Linked DNA regions of Mus musculus: region 2 is linked to region 1. The links are chromatin contacts, called in public HiChIP or PLAC-seq maps. All regions are on one chromosome and are shown on one strand. The core of a region is the stretch at or near the end of the contact, and the rest is flanking DNA. Distances in the headings are between cores, read along the strand shown.

Evidence for each region. HiChIP or PLAC-seq counts read pairs in DNA pulled down with a chosen protein or histone mark.
Region 2: a contact with region 1 is called in a FOXA1 HiChIP or PLAC-seq map of pancreatic cancer cells. The contact joins two enhancer-like sites. A contact is called at or near these places in 2 of 39 promoter capture datasets (cranial neural crest and maxillary cranial neural crest), 1 of 15 datasets of contacts at CTCF or cohesin (the NIH/3T3 cell line), 2 of 484 Hi-C or Micro-C datasets (extraembryonic endoderm stem cells and uterus), 4 of 115 datasets of contacts at active chromatin or transcription factors (bone marrow-derived macrophages, embryonic stem cells and pancreatic cancer cells) and 1 of 9 other capture datasets (embryonic stem cells).

Annotation. Positions count from the first base shown.
Region 1 is chr10:99,848,890-99,854,222 of GRCm38.p6, reverse strand. No RefSeq gene overlaps it. Among named protein-coding and RNA genes, the nearest start is that of Gm35437, 51 kb to the left of the region's middle. Within about 2 kb of position 1,407, at least 2 of the 459 cell types and tissues checked have an H3K27ac peak or open chromatin away from gene starts, as enhancers often do. A contact at or near this core is called in pancreatic cancer cells, where this site is marked.
Region 2 is chr10:100,150,856-100,156,086 of GRCm38.p6, reverse strand. No RefSeq gene overlaps it. Among named protein-coding and RNA genes, the nearest start is that of Gm35533, 9.3 kb to the right of the region's middle. Within about 2 kb of position 3,041, at least 16 of the 459 cell types and tissues checked have an H3K27ac peak or open chromatin away from gene starts, as enhancers often do. A contact at or near this core is called in pancreatic cancer cells, where this site is marked.

The sequences.
Region 1 (5,333 bases), core at 158-2,657:
CTAATACATGGGTTGCCTTTGATTTTTTGATTGCTTTGTGAAACTAGTCATTGAACAGAAGGCACACATGCTTGACCACTGAGCCATGAGCTGTTATTTTTATTTTTGGTACACACACACACACACACAAACGTATCACTCATACATATGTGTGTGTGTGTATGCATGCATGTATTTAATACGTATTTAATTCTTTTACATGGAACCCAGCAACATGTCTTTGTTCCCTCCTAGATAACATGTATCAGTTTTTCTTGAGACAGATCAACTTTCCATTAGGACCTGACCAAAGATATACTTCTTGTGATTTCCTACTTTAGACCCTAACACTTCAAAATTACGACTACATTCAGTTTTGGGTGTTAGATTATCTCGGCTGATAAAATGAGCCAATTCAAGCAAAATTAAAGTATAAAAGTAGGTTTATTGGGGGCATCCTTTGGGCAGGACCACTGGTCCCAAGGAATGAAGCTAGGGAACTCACTATGTAGAGAGAGATGTAAGAGGGGGAAGAGAAAAGGAGAAAGAGGGAAGGATTAAGGGAAGGAGGTAGAGAGGGGGAGATAAGGGAGAGAGAGAGAGAGAGAGAGAGAGAGAGAGAGAGAGAGAGAGAGAGAGAGAGAGAGAGAGAGAGAGAGAGAAGGAAAGAGAGAGAAGAACCAAAATGCCTGGATTCTATAGAAAAGAACCTCTGGGTGAGCAAAAGCCCAGCCCCTGGGCTGGGAGTTCAGCATAGAGGGCAGGGTATGCCAGCCATGCCCTGTAACAGGTAGAAACTGAGGGATGCTGGGAGAACCTGGAGACCAGATCTGCTTTTATGTTAAATATGCACCTCAGCCACTTGTCCTAGGCCTAACCCAACATCCCAGCTTTTTGTTGATAAACATGAAAAAAAAAAAAGGGCAATGTAATCTTCTATGACTACTTCCAGCTGACACAGAGGCATCATTATTGGGGGTCCAAAGGCTGGATTGTTGGCTAGGTCCTGGAAACCAGGCTGCCGTCCAAAGTCTGTAGGACCATCTGGGGCTAGGGACATGAAGGGCCAGTTGAAGCAAACTGGACCAGAGCTGCAGTGAGTAGCCACTTCAGAGCTGTCCTGGATGCAGAATTTGAGGAAACACCTGAACTTGGCAGGATGCTGTAACAAACAGAAAATAAAGTTAAGCAGTTTGGGGGAAAATGTTTTCTGAGTGTAGATGTCAAACTTTTAGGCATGTGGTCTTAGAAGTTGGGGTGGGTGAAGCACCAAAACCAGGGAACAGAAGCAGGGATCCCACCCTTAAGGATAGGCAGGTGAGGACACAGATTGTACTTTCCTGGGCCACCCCCTTGTTCATGATGCCCACGTAGTCGTCTGTGACCTTTCAGTGTGTAGACTCTAGTACTCTAAGCTTGTCCCATGCCTGTTGTTGACATTCAAGCCATTCATAACTCAGTCATAGCTGATTGCTCCTTAGAGTCTTTTATAGATAGTATTTATATTTGCCCTTGATAGCTTGTCTTTCCCACAACTCTGTCTGTGGAGGTTAACTTTCAGATTTAATTATCTAAGATATGGCTTTCTGAGGAAGGATTCCTGCTTCCTGTGTCAGCCACTTCCATGCTCAATCCTATCTCAGATATTTGTTGTGTGTTTTTTTTACTTGCCAAGGTTTTAAAAATAACCTCAAAAAAACATTTTCACTGTATTTTTAGAAGAGAAATGATTCTCACTTCACTTTTAAGATTCTACACTAGGATAGACAGCACACAAGGCAGAAATAGAATCTACTTCTGCTCATTCTTGACTATTAGTACATAGCGTACTGCCTGACCCACAATAACTTTCTGAAAAGGACTCCATAATTGAACCATATACTTGCTATTCTCTTGATTTACAATTTCCAAGCAAGCTGTGGTCCATTTTGAGAAATATAACTTGAATAGGAAATCCGTTCTGGGCATCGCCTTTAGATTTTATGCATACATTCTTCTCAGAAGTACGTCCTAATGGTTATCACATGCTGGTTGACTTTTCACGCAGCAAGAATGTTCTTTATGTTCATGTTTGTCTTCTTTAAGGGCCACAGTTGTGACTCATTTGTTTAATACTGTCAGAACCTAATAAACAGTAAGCATACAGAAACTATTTTAATTAACTAATCAATAAATTCCTAGCTTCTCGGTCATAACAGTCAGCTGATACCCATTTCATCTTAAGTAAACGAAGCAGAAGATTGACACTTAACAGGGATAATGGACGCCCTGGGTTTACTTGCAATTTCTGCTTAAGCAAGAGGATGGCTAACTTCTGTGAGACTCAGCTTCCTTATTTATCATACAGTGAAAGTCCAAGTAAAGGCAATTCTCATTTCCTTTAGGAAGCCTTTTTAAAACATCAGTTAATCAGCAGACATAAAGAGGACAAAATGGAGGATTGATTTTCTACATATGTGATGTGCTTCAGCTTTTTAAACTATTTTTTTTTACTATTTTAGCTGGATTATTATTTTAAATGTCTTTAATTCTAAAGAAAATTTGGGGAATTTATTGCTAATTGATTCCATTTTGAGAATGCTGGGATTGAGAAAAATAAAGATTTCTAGTTTCCAATCTGTCTTGTAAGAAATTTAGACGATGCTATTCCATTCAGAAACAAGTAAAAATTTGGCACAACTGAAAGACAAATGACTTGTTATTGTTACAAAGAAGTGAGATCACTGAATAGATGGCTACGTCAGATTTGAGACGCAAACAGGCCAATATGGAGTCACTACTTACCCTGAATAGAGAACGAGGAAGGTCTGAACTGAAACTGATGTGTTACAGGTGGTACACACCTTCAGTGGCAACCACTACAAAAACTCCATTGGATCCATGGGGAGTTAAGAGATTCCAAGGTACTCAGTCATGGTGGACCCTTAGACTTTTGTAGACTTTACCTCCTGGAGTTCTGTGAGGACTTCACAGTAAATATCAAAGTTAAATCCCCCTCTTCCCAGCAGGAAGAGAAGGAAAAAGATACCATCCCTAAATGCACCGAAGTATTCTGTCCTTAACAAGGTCTGCTCTCAAGAGAAACCATTTATCAAGATCATAAACATCTGGGGAACAGATACTGGCACACTCAATTGCAGCTGGCATTCACATGGAGGCCAGAAAATACCCAGGCTCCACCAGGGTTCCAAGTGGAAGAAGAGACATAGAAAACTCTGCTACCTCCCATCATCCAGGAGGTAACTGAGAGGCAACTGCAAAGCTTACAGAGACTCGGGCTCACTAAGAAACTGAGACCTGGTCATAGGGTTGTAGAATGTGTCTACTACTTTAACATGCTGCTACCATGCAGTTAATGGTCTTTCTATATAATTTTTCCTACTTTGTATGTCATGTCCAGTTATCAAGAAAAATGTTACAAAGCAAACAAAATAGCAAAACTAATCATAGACAGAGTAAATATCTGAACCTCACTCAGGTATCAACTGAGTTGCTATCGGAGGTATGAAACCCCTGTGATTACTATGCTAAGACCTCCAATGGATAAAGTAGACTGCATACAAGGACAGGTAATCAGCAGAAGAAAGATGCAGAAAGATGCAAAACTCCCAAAGACTGAAAAGCACATAACAGAAATGAAGAACTCTTGCAGTATATAGTGGACTAGACACAATGGAAAAAATCTGAGCAGAGGAGAGTCCGAAAGAAACCTTGAAAACTGAAAGTGAGAAATAACAAAGATGAGAATAAACTTCAAAGCAGAGTATCCTCAAAGTGGAGGACATCTGTTAATGAGAGAATGTACACAAAATGGAGATACAAGGAGGAGAAAGAAATGAACAGGAGGAATAATTGAAGCAACGATAATTGAAACAGTCCTCAAATTAATGTTGGAAACCATATCACAGGTTTGGAATGCCTAAGAAACACAAGCTAGATTAATGGCATGATTCCCACATCTATGCATACATTTATCACCTTGTAGAGATCAAATGCTGAAAGGCAGACTTTAAAGCCCCCCTTTTATCTATACAAGAGCAAAAAGTAAAATGTTCTTTTAAATTTTTACTAGAAACTATATGATATGAGTATGACCTTTAAACTAATGCAAGAAGATAGGCCCATGAACTTCAGTACTCTACAAAATCATCCTCAAAAATCAAAGGAGAAATATGGACTTTCTAAGGAAAATAAAAATCTAGTGAATTGTAAGGAATGTTCAGATGTGGATCAAGGGATGAGAAGTGGTGGGTCTCAAACTTGGATCTGCATAGAAACAGAAGAGCAGCAGGTGAGGGAGATGTGAAAGTTAGACAAAGCCTTTTCTCATACTCTTAATTGATTAGCAGATAAATAAGATGTTGAAAATGAAAAGAGCAACCGTGTACCTAATTATACATCTATATACTTCAGTACAAGTAAATGAATGATGGCCAGGGTATGAGGAAAACAAGGAAGAGATTGATGTTATTTTGTATTATAAAGTAGTTATATTACCTGCAACATCATATGGCATTGTTTGTTTACTTATTTATGAACACATGTTTGCATGTGCACATGTGCACACTCGCACACATTTATGTGAGGGTCAGAAGACAAAACTCAGCAGTTAGTTGTCTCCTTCCAACAAGTGGGTTTCACGAATCAAGCTGAAGTTGCTAGGCTTGGCAGAAAGAACTTTTCCCCACACCATCATGCAGGTCCTTTTTAACATTACTTGGAAGGGAAACTATTTGTGAATTCATTTTACAAACTTTAAAGCAACAACTAAAACTGGTAATAAATAAATACTCCAAAGATACAGCTAAAATGATTAGAAAAAAAACAGAGGAAACGAAATAACACAAATTTTAAAGTAATATCATAAAGGTCAGAGTCAAGGTGGAAGACAATACTAGATGCAAAGGAGCCTGAAGAGATGGATGAGTCGTTAAGAGCTCATAGAGCCCTTAAAGGGAACCCAGTTTCAGTTCCCAGCATCCAAGTCTGATGGCTCACAAATGTCAGTAACTCTAGATCCAGATAATCTGACACCTCTGGCCAGCCATAGTTAACTGTACTTAAGTACACAGCCTGACATTTAGCAAAACACACATACACATAAAACAACAACAACACAGAAACATAGGATAATAGAAGAAATGTTACCTTATGAAATATGTATCGATATAACTGTATCAGCTATCACTTTGAATTACAATGATCTAAATGTACTGATTAAAAGGCTGATATCTTTGTTTCTGAAGGAGGGTCATAAATGAAAACAAACCAGTATGTTGTCTACAAGAAGCACAGTTTTGGTGTAAAGACACACATATAAACAGATGACCAGGCACAACACTTTACATTGATAA
Region 2 (5,231 bases), core at 1,792-4,291, 300 kb before region 1:
CCTATAATTATAAATAGAAAATGACTGTGGTTTGTTCCTATTTTATTTTATTTTTGTAATGTTCTAAATTTCCCCAGTGATATGAATAACTACATTAGTTTATGCCATGACTTTGGCTGAAGGAAATTGATGCAAAACCATAGTAAGTTAATAAAAATTTTAGCCACCAGACATAACACAAAATCATAAGTTAATAAAAATTTTAGCCAGAACTCTATCTTCCCCTTGAGACAAGCTGTGATCTGTGGTCTATCAGGACGCATGCACTAGAATAAGATATGAGTGGACTGGGAGATCTTCAATGAAATGCCTGCCTTCTTCCAAGTAACTTTTATCCAAAGCCCAACACAGTATTGGCCTTGTTTCCCAGTACATTCACACAATAAAACAAGGAACACCAATAGAAAGCAGATGTTCATCTGACCAAACCATTATTTGTTCCTTGTCCCAGAAACTCACGCATAGTGTTAAACTAGAATTATAATTTATTATTCAGATAGTTTTATTTGGTGTGCAAGCCACATGGCCTTCTGTCCTGCAGGCTGCTCTGCAATGTGACTTTTCTTTTTTCTCATCAGACTTGTGTAGTCTTAGGTGGTCTTGAGACCTTTGTGACTTTCAATCCTATTCCTGTCAGTTTCAGAACAGCTCTTGATTTTGTCCTATAGATTGCCAGCTTCAATGTAAGGAAGTCAGAGTTACCCAGTTAAGAAGCAACAATAAAAGCCAGTCCTTGCAGAATTAAAGCCCATATGGAAAGCACGGGGCATTCTAAAGAACAGCTAACATCAAGACTAGTGGTGCTTGAATAATCCTAAAGAGGTGATTTCTACAACCCCTTCTAGGGCTAAAGAGTGTCATGCAAGTGGAGGTGGAGAGAATGTAAGACCTGGAAGGCTGAAAAATGCCATCTTCTGAACATGACACAACATTGTAACTAGGAACTCACAATTAGTTATGATTACCTTTTCAAAGCCTGCATAAGAATGGGTTCGTCATTAGTCACCCGTGGGCAGGAGAGAGATGCAGGATGTCCTACCCGTACTTCTGAGCTATTGACCATTGACAGATCTTGGGAGAGGGCGATCATTGGTTTAACCTGGGTACCCACTGGTGAGGTAATCCAGTTCCAATAGTTAGTTCCAAACCTAGGTTCACACACATAGCCCAGGTTAAATCCAATGGACCACAAAACAAAAAGTAGGGCATGAATCTGAGAAAAGTGGGGAGACCTTGTAAGGAAGAGGGAGTATTAAAATATCCAGGTGAAATATTCAGGCTATATCATAGGAAAACCAAAATCCTTGATTAATAGCCTTATTATTCTGTTCTTGACAAAACAGTTGAAAATTAACCAGCATCCTTTGGAGTTAAGGCAGAAAACACCAGGTCAAGTTTATATAGCTCTAGTTTTGCCATGGTAACCAACCCACTTGAAGGCACCCCATCCCTGAGTCCACTGCTGCACTGTGTCAGCTATCTTGTTAGAAAAGACACCATGAGTTTTCCCATAGTCTGCAGTAGTTTATCTGACTAACAGTTCTTTTCTAAAGTTCTAATGTAATGCCCAGATGACCTCTAACACAGATGAAAAGGGGACAAAGGCATGCTCCCTGATAATGTCTGTTTTGTTTGTCAGTAAGAGACACCGATCTCCTTCCTGTGCTCACCCATGTCTTCCTTCCGATACTATGATGGAATCTTTTGGTTATAGTGTATAGTGAGCATTTCAGTCTAGTTAGGTGGCAGAAGGCATGACCACAGCAGGGTGGTGAAGAGGTTTGACTTCACAGGATTCTACCTTGCTGGCATTATTTTATGGTTTGCTTTGTAGCAAACTTCTCAAGAGTCCTACATTTCAGGTCTCTTGTTTCAATATGATTTGAATATCATAAATTTAACGTTGACTTTTATTATAATGAGATAATACTTGCTTCTGGGATTTTGCATGATCCATTTTGATTTTTGTGGTCTGGGAATTGAAGCAAAGGTTTTGCATACTTTTTAAATTTTATTTTAAGTTGCTTAAAGTATTTAATTCTCTGTCTCGCTCTTTGCCTGTTTATCCGTCTCCCTTTCCTCTCTGCGTCTTTGTTTGTGTCTGTGTCTCCTCCCCCCACTCACGTGTGTGCACATGTACCCACACCTGTGTGTGCATGTGCATTCAAAACTGTTAAAATGAACAACGCCTTCATCACTATATTTCTTAAATCACGTTTTATATCCACTCTCTCCAGGACTTTCTAGCTATTCACTTCCCAGAAGCCACTGAAGTTTAGTATTTGAATTGACTTTTTGCTTCAATACCTAATGGACTTACAGTCACTTAACAAATTATGATTGCATTTCTACTGAAAATGAGGTCTAGGATAGAGGCTTGGAAACAATATGTTAGGAAAATACAATCTACACATTGACTCATACCTATAATTCTAGTATTTAGGAAAACAAGCAGGGAAATTGCTAAGTTCCAAGTTATCCTGTGCTATAATGACTAATCTTGTATCAAAAATTATAACTAAACCGAACAGCATTTGGTATGACTCATCCCCGCAAATGCCTAACATCTTATTCAAAGGAGAAAGTGCCTTGTTCAGACTCTGCTCATCCCATGCGGAAGAGCTGCTCAGGGTCATTGTTTTCCTCTGTGCATTTGTGTAAATACTTAGAAACATTCTCTACACAATAAACCTTCAATGATGTGTTCTTGATTGCTTCTAGATACTCTTAGCCCCTGGGAAGTGCATGTTACCAGTGGTTGGATTGTAGGTCAATGAATTTAACTAATGGGGTCTCTCTCCCTTCACTTAGGCATACAGCATTTGAAAAACAATTTTTTTTTAGAACAAAAAGACATAAATGCATTATTCTTACTTATACAAAATTATAGTTTTTGTTTTGTGGTGGTATCATAACCAACTATGCTGAAATCATTAGTCATCTGCACACTTTAAGATCTGAGCACTTTAGGGAAGAGCGAAGGCCCAGTAGGTAAAGGTGCCTGACAACTTTGAGTTCAATCTCTGGTTCCCACAAGGTGGCAGAAGAGAACAGAATCCCAAGATTTCTCTGCCGTCCATACATTACACATGCTGCATACACCGCAGACATGCATAGGCATGAGTGTACAAGTGTGTGCAGGTGGATTTCCATGCACATCCACACAACGAACAGGCCATCTTCAAGTGAATTAATAAACAACTAAATGTACATTTGCTAGTAGTTTACTGATGGAAGTTGTTCGGTGCAAACTTATTTTAAAACAGGAGTTAAAAGTGTTCACAGTCCTCCATTAATCATGTGCCTGTACGAAGCTGAATTTCCATCTTCAGTGATTTTGCTTTTATTAATATTGTGATTACTAAATGAGTAATCCCCAGTGTGCTCTGTTATATGTTTGCTATATTGAACAAAGGGTTATTGTTCACAACCATTTGATTTTCCATTTTTATTTACCATTGTTTGCTTTTAGATGAGCAATGCCTCGTCCCTGGAAACCAAGCTCTTTGAGGAATGGGGACAGGGAGGGATTTATATTTATTTTATCCTGTGTTCCGAGTCTAACAATAGTATGTCTCCATTGTAATTTATCAGAGGGATTTTTCAGAAAATAGTTCAACTGAATCACAGGTTAATGAATAAACAGTTCTTCTGAGCTTCCAGCCTTTATATCACAAAGCATCTGAAAATAAAGGAAAGGTCTGTGAAGTTTTTCTATGCTGGTAAGCGGATGAATCATTTTATCATGCGACTGATAAGTTTTTATGTAGTGATTGGCCCATCTTATCTTGTGTTTTAGAATAAACAGAATTACAAGAAAGCATGAGTATATACATATTAAACTAAAAAGATGCTTTGCTATAAAACTTCCATTCTTCACACATACATAATACAAAATAGTGTATCTATCTTTAAAAGAAAGATCAAATCCAAAGCAAATCTTTGAGGAAGAATGAAATACTTAAGTATTTTAATTGTAAGTCATTCTTTGTCTAAGGAGTTCTACCTAGGGTTGTGACTCATTTCGATTACTGTGATAAAGCAGAATGACAAAAAATGTACCTTATGGAGGAAAGGATTTATTTCTATTTGTAGTTGTAGTCCCTCAGTCAGGGAAGTCAGGACAGAAACTCAAGAAAAGCAGGAGTCTGGAGGCAGAAGCTGATACAGAAGCCAAGTCTTGCTCACCCTGCTTTCTTGCAGCATCCAGAACCATCAGCTCAAGGGTCCTACCCACAGGAGGTTGAACTCCCCTCTCCTCACATGGACCACTTGCTAAGAAAAGGTCCCTTTAGATATTATCAAGAGACACAACCTCACAGTAAATTCCACTTGCAATCTTTTCTCTCCCTTCCCCCACAGTGTTCACTGAGCACGAGGTAGGGAATTGGTTTTTGGATCCATTAGGACTGAGCCCCAGACCTCTGCATTTTGATTGATGATAGCTTCTGTAGTGGTCTCAATCCATTACAAAGAGTTCTCTTGCTGGGGATTGAAGACTACACTAATCTGTGGATATAAGGGCACATGTTTTATAGACTGTTAAGAATTATGCTGGTCTAGTAGATGAGGGGCTACAGATTCATCTCTGCTAACAATGATTTGGCTAGTTGTGAATAATTAAGTAGCCACCCAATACCATGCGTAGTTTCCCTCTTGTTGAGAGGGTGTTATATCCGATTAGAGAGTTGTTGGTTATTGCTAAGGTACGTGTGCCACTACTGCATCGTTAAGGTTATTGTGCCATGATGGTCATTAATGCAATTTATAATCATCATAGTTGGGTAGAACTGGGAGTCGTTTCCCTCCTTTGGGAGCTTACATGGCACTTTCTGGTACCATAAAAGCTCATTGTCAGGGATGATGCATTTATGTCAGTTCCAGCTCAGGGGTCCTCGAGCCTTATTTCCGTAGTCCATGGTGTCTTCAGAAATAGAAACTTACCCTTCACTCTTCAGGAGCAACTGATAGCAAGAGCCATAGGTTGTATCTTTTGGGGATCTTTTGTACAGTCCTGGTCAACAAGTCAGAAGAGGACTGCTTATATCTGCTCTTGGAGGTTTTATTAGTAATGCCAGAAGCTACAATCATAAAGTCTCATCAACATAACTGCCCAAATGTGAACAAGGACACCAATGGGCATGCCAAAGTGAATGGGGAAAACCTACAAGGCCTTGACTCTACACAGAGAACTAGAGACAACTGAGAAAAGCTGAGAGCAGGAAAGAGGG